Linked DNA regions of Mus musculus: region 2 is linked to region 1. The links are chromatin contacts, called in public HiChIP or PLAC-seq maps. All regions are on one chromosome and are shown on one strand. The core of a region is the stretch at or near the end of the contact, and the rest is flanking DNA. Distances in the headings are between cores, read along the strand shown.

Region 1 (2,700 bases), core at 194-2,693:
GCTATAGATGCCTTCTTGAGACCAGTGGGGATGTGGGTGGAGATATTTAAGGAGCTTGCAGCAGTGCCCAGATGAGCTTGCTGCAGCGTTTCTCACCTGCTCCTGGATTCTGTGTCTTTGACTCTGCGCCACCGCACCCACAACCCCCAAGGGCAGGTAGGGTTGTGTGGTAAGTAGTCCAGAGCACAGGCAACACCACAGGGCTGTGGGTGCTGAGTGGGCCAAAGGGAACTGGGACAATACAGAAGGATGCTTCATAGTGTTGGTAGCAACACATATAGTTGAATCCAAAGGGTTTGGGGACACCCCTCCCTCTAAGTTACTCATACATGTGTGCATGTGTGTGCTCACGCGCGCGCACACACGCACACGCACACACACACACACACACACACACACACACACACACCTGATTTGAAATTTGCACATCACCGAAGCTCAGTGGTCACTATTTCCATTCATTTTGACTTAGAACAGGGTCAGGGAACTGAGTTCAGAAGTAGACAGCTTGGCCTACTGTGTACAAGGAAGTCCTTCGGTTTGATCCCTGGCACCAAAACAAAACACAAGCAAGAAAACTCCAAACAAAGCAAGCAATGAAGCCTGTACTGAACCACACCAGAACAAACCAAAACCAAGGCTGGTTCATGCCCTGAATTCCAGGGCTCAGGAGGTAGAGGCAGGAGGATCATTGCAAGTTGGAACCAGCCTGATCTGTATAGAAAGTTATAGGCCAGGGATGCACACCTGACCCCAGAAACACACAAACAATCCAAACCTCTTATACCCACAGAACACATTTGCAGGGTAAAGCATTGTGCTTCCGCCATTGATCAGAAGAGTGGGCTGAGGTGACACTGAAGAGCAGCTGGTAAGGAAACAATGAATGAAGAGGAAGTCTCCAGAGTGAGGAAGAATAGTTGCCAGCCATTCATCTGATAGAAGAAAAATATCCCGAATACACAGAGAACTAAAAACAAAAACAATGATCAGAGGCAAGAAAACAAAGGGACCAGTCAAAATGTGGTCCAAGGATTTAGAGATCTCGTTCTCAATGGAAGAAACAAAAATGGCTAAGAAATATCTCAAAAAGCGTTCATCGCTGTGGTGGTTTGAATAAAAATGGCCCTCATATGCTCATATGTTTGATTTTGAACACTCTGTCTTTAGCTAATAGAATCCTTTGGGAAGTATTTGGAGGCGTGGCCTTGTTGGAGGAGGTGTGGCCTTGATGGAGGAGGTGTGGCCTGGTTGAAGGAGGTGTGGCCTGGTTGGAGAAGGTGTGTCGCTGGGAGTCTCTCTGCCTGCTGCCTGTGCATCAGTATGTAAACTCTCAGCCCCACGAGGATCTGCCACAACGTTTCCTGCCATAATGATCATGAGCTAACCCTCTAAAACTGTAATCAAGGCCCCAACTAAATACTTTCTTTTGTAAGCATTGCCTTGGTCATGGTGTCTCTTCCCGGGAGTAGAACAGTGACTAAGTCAGTCGTTCTTAGTAGTTAGGGAAACAAAGATTAAAACAACTTTAAGATTTCATCTTAATCCAGTCAGAATAGCTAAGACCAACGAAACAACTGATTATAAATGCTGGTGCGGTTGTGGGGAAAGGGAACCCTCTTTCACTGTTGTTGGGAATATAGATCGGTGTGGCCACTCTGGAAAGCAGTAGAGGGAGGCCACAGAGCACTAAGAGTAAATTTACTGTATGACTCAGCAGAACCACGCCACTTGGCATAGGATTCAACACCCGAATCCACACATACTTGCTCAGCGAGTAGCTTGCTAGCCACGCTAGTCACATCAGGTAGGAAACGGAAGCAATCTGGGTGTTTTCCAACAGATGAACAGGTAATAAAAATACGGTACCTGTACAAAATAGAATACTCTTCAGCTGCAAAGAAAAGTGAAACCGTGAAATGTACAGGTAAATGAACGGATCTAGAAAAGATTCTCAATGATGGATAACATGGACTCAGAAAGGAAAACCCTACACGGTCTCATCTGTGGTTCCTAGCTCCAAATCCTCAGGTATGGTCATAAATTCATGGAGGAAGCACAAAAACTAGGGAAGTATAAAGGGACCATGCAGTGTGTGTGTGTGTGTGTGTGTGTGTGTGAGAGAGAGAGAGATAGAGAGAGACAGAGACAGAGACAGAGAGACAGAGACAGAGAGACAGAGAGACAGAGAGAGGTGGGGAGAGAGAGAGAAGGGGCGTGAGAGGGGATTAGCAGGATCAAGATGATTTTAAGTAGTAAGTGAAAAATAGGAAGGGCTTCAACTGGAAATGGGAGGTCAATACAGAAGGAGACAGATAAATGAAGAATGAATAACAACAAGGTTGTGTGTATGTGTGTGTGTGTGTGAGAGAGAGAGAGAGAGAGAGAGAGAGAGAGAGAGAGATCATGCTACTTGGGTTAACAATGCTCCCCATAGGAACCATGGACTAACAACTTCCCCACCCCGTACCATGTCTGAGAAATCTCGTTTTGAATGGCGGCAAGCATAGTCCTAGTGACTCCCAAGACAATAGAGTTGCCCTTGGTTGAGTCTCAAAGGTAAGCCCCTCCTGTTGAAGACACGACACAGGACACACGTAGGGAACAGGGCTATGTGAGCTAGGTCTAACCTGAAAGCCTCCTTCTTGCTGTCCACTTTTTATAGTACTAGAAGGTGCTGTGCAGGCTGCCAGTGCAGGG
Region 2 (2,700 bases), core at 91-2,590, 1.1 Mb after region 1:
AAGTTTACCTCAAATATAGTCACACATCCCTGGATTCTTCTTTGCCTTACATCTGATTTGGGGTGAGAATCTCTAAAAACACGAGCTTCAGGAAGCCCTTTGTCTTTGTAAGTTAATTATCATGTGTATCTTGTTATGGTATCAGAAAGCTGATTAATGATAAAATAACATCTCACTTGCCTATTTACCTATATCTTTTTATTTTTATTTTTTATTTTTATTTTATTTTTTTGTATTTGGTTGTTTATTTATTTATTTATTTGGTTTTTCGAAACAGGGTTTCTCTGTATAGACTTGGTTGTCCTGGAACTCACTCTGTAGACCAGGCTGGCCTCGAACTCAGAAATTCACCTGCCTCTGCCTCTGCCTCCCAAGTGCTGGGATTAAAGGTGTGTGCCACCACACCCAGCCTGTATCTTAAAAAAAAAAAAAAAAAAAAAAAAAAGATTAAATAAATCTAAGAATAAGAGACCAGAGGCCAAACAAAAGATATTAGAACCTTCAGTGAGTTTCTGTTCTCTGTGCCATCTGTCATAACAGAGCAGACTCTTGGTTCTAAGTATCACAGATGATCATGTGAACATCACGTATTTCTGCTAAGCTCGCCCATGATTTTGTACCATGTCCCTAACAGTCCTAGGAGATACAAACTATTGTCTTCATGTTCCATTTGCAAAAGTGAATATACAGAGAGAGCAGCACTTTCTTACAAGCACCAACACTAGCAGAGAAGTCATTTCCTGTCCCAAATCCACCCCTAGCTAAGAGTCTTTACACCGGGTCATGTAGAATAAATATCCATCAAATGATGGGTTAACAATTCCCATGGCCCTGAGTTTATAGAGGATCAGGATATGAGTGTGCCCCCAAATTATAAATGTGAAAAATCTCCCACACTCTTCCAGGAACAACCCCCCCCCCCCCAGCTTTCCTTGAGATTTTCCCTCATGGTCAAAGAGACCAACAATGCAGGCATGAGAGGCTCAAGCCCACAGCTGGCTCACCTGCCCCTCTCTTCCCTTGGCTCCCATGGAAAAGAAACCCAACCTCCCCAGCCCAGCTTTGTGCTCCTGGGAGCTTTGGTCCCAGTGGTTGATTGGATTATCTTTATTGGTCTTTCTGCCATTATTAAATCTCTGGGGACGTGAACCAGATGTCCCCATTTGACCAGCCATTGTAGTTGTGTCCAGCAATGGCCAGCTGTTTGGGGCTCTGTTCACAGACTGTCTCATTTATCTTGGATTTCTTAGTGCCAGAAGCAAGCTGCTGGAGGAGAAAGGGACGCTCCTGACCTCAGGAGGAAAGTATGAGTCAGGAATCCAGGAAATGCCACAAAGCATCGCTTTCTTCCCAGCATGCACCCTCTCTGCCCAGCTAAGCCTTCGAGGTATGCTTTGTTTTCCTTCCTTTAAGAATCTGATCCAGGCATCTCCCCTTTCAGAAAAAGATTTCCCCGATCATCTCTGAAAAATCTGTTGCATTTTAAGGTTGATCCATAGAGGGATTAGCTTCTGGGTTTTAGTTCCACATCTTTAGCGAATCGGGGTAGCACAGCTGGATGGACAGCTTAGCTTCACACATCACTGAGGAAAGCTTTGGGTCCAGGAAATTGCTAAGGACCGTTAGCAACGTTTCGTGTCTCCTCCCTCCCGGCCTGTTACCTAGTTCCAAGACTTGAGACAAAGCACCGCTCCAACTTGAGTGGAAACAGAGGAGCTCCAACAGTATCGAACTTGCGTGGAGGCGTTGGAAAGGAGTGTACACTGAGCCATCAGGCACTTGTGTCGTGGTTCTGACTGCCCATCTGTGGGTTAGATCATCTCATGATTAACAAAGACATGGAGAAATACTTGCTACCTCTATCCAGAACTGAGGTGCATCACCACCAGACTTACATAAGCAACCTGGAGGGTGGGATCAAATTCATGGTTCTAATCCAGGCTTAGATACCAACCTAGACTCAATTTCTATGGAACTTGGTCTTGTTACAGATTTTTAACAGACTGTTACATACATGAACAGAATGTCTCTCTTTTTGAAATAGTGTTTGAAATATTTTAAAACAGCCTGTAGACATTCTCACCCTTCGTGAAGAACTTCTTACGTCATTTTCCGTAGTTCTCAGCACCCCGTGAACAGGCTCTGGATCCACTGGATGATGAATGGCCCGAGTGGAACTCCAAGTAAGACTGTAGCTGTTTTGAAACATTAGTATTACTTTACCATTGTCCTATCAATCTTTCTAAAGTATCATGACAAATCTTATTTATAACGTGAAATCCAAAGACCAGGAGACTGGTAAAGGGCTCACTAAATGTCTAATTATGCTTTATACTATGATGTGGGAATTGAAGTCATTCTGTAGAAAAATGCTCAAGACTCTGGGAAGGAGCCCCAAATACAAAGTTGGGTTAAGGACATGAGGCGACATGAGGCATATATGCAAATGAGTGCACCCATCCTCTTGTATCATGGATGACTCTCACAAGTGTAAAGTCAAATGAGAGATATAGCGCACCCAGAATAATACATACCTGAAAGGTCAGAAACAACTAAAACTTACCCACAGCAATGTAAGATGTCCAATTAACACCTCCTTCTGTAGACATGTGACTATTCTGTCATTGGGAAGACACTGGGCTTCTGAACTTTGGTAAGTTCCGTTTATTGATCTAGGTACAGGTTTGTAATGAGCTGTTT

What was found. HiChIP or PLAC-seq counts read pairs in DNA pulled down with a chosen protein or histone mark.
Region 2: a contact with region 1 is called in an H3K27ac HiChIP or PLAC-seq map of embryonic fibroblasts, with 15 times the contacts expected there. The contact joins two enhancer-like sites. A contact is called at or near these places in 1 of 15 datasets of contacts at CTCF or cohesin (pro-B cells), 8 of 484 Hi-C or Micro-C datasets (cerebral cortex, cortical neurons, differentiating embryonic stem cells and 4 more) and 1 of 115 datasets of contacts at active chromatin or transcription factors (embryonic fibroblasts).

The regions. Positions count from the first base shown.
Region 1 is chr6:125,406,133-125,408,832 of GRCm38.p6, forward strand. No RefSeq gene overlaps it. Among named protein-coding and RNA genes, the nearest start is that of Gm32673, 23 kb to the right of the region's middle. Within about 2 kb of position 1,444, at least 26 of the 459 cell types and tissues checked have an H3K27ac peak or open chromatin away from gene starts, as enhancers often do. A contact at or near this core is called in embryonic fibroblasts, where this site is marked.
Region 2 is chr6:126,486,086-126,488,785 of GRCm38.p6, forward strand. It overlaps Gm38899 (a long non-coding RNA gene), which reads right to left. Exons shown (of 5, transcript XR_869437.2): 3 at 2,084-2,195; 4 at 1,662-1,804; 5 at 184-416. Among named protein-coding and RNA genes, the nearest start is that of Gm38899, 27 kb to the right of the region's middle. Within about 2 kb of position 1,341, at least 25 of the 459 cell types and tissues checked have an H3K27ac peak or open chromatin away from gene starts, as enhancers often do. A contact at or near this core is called in embryonic fibroblasts, where this site is marked.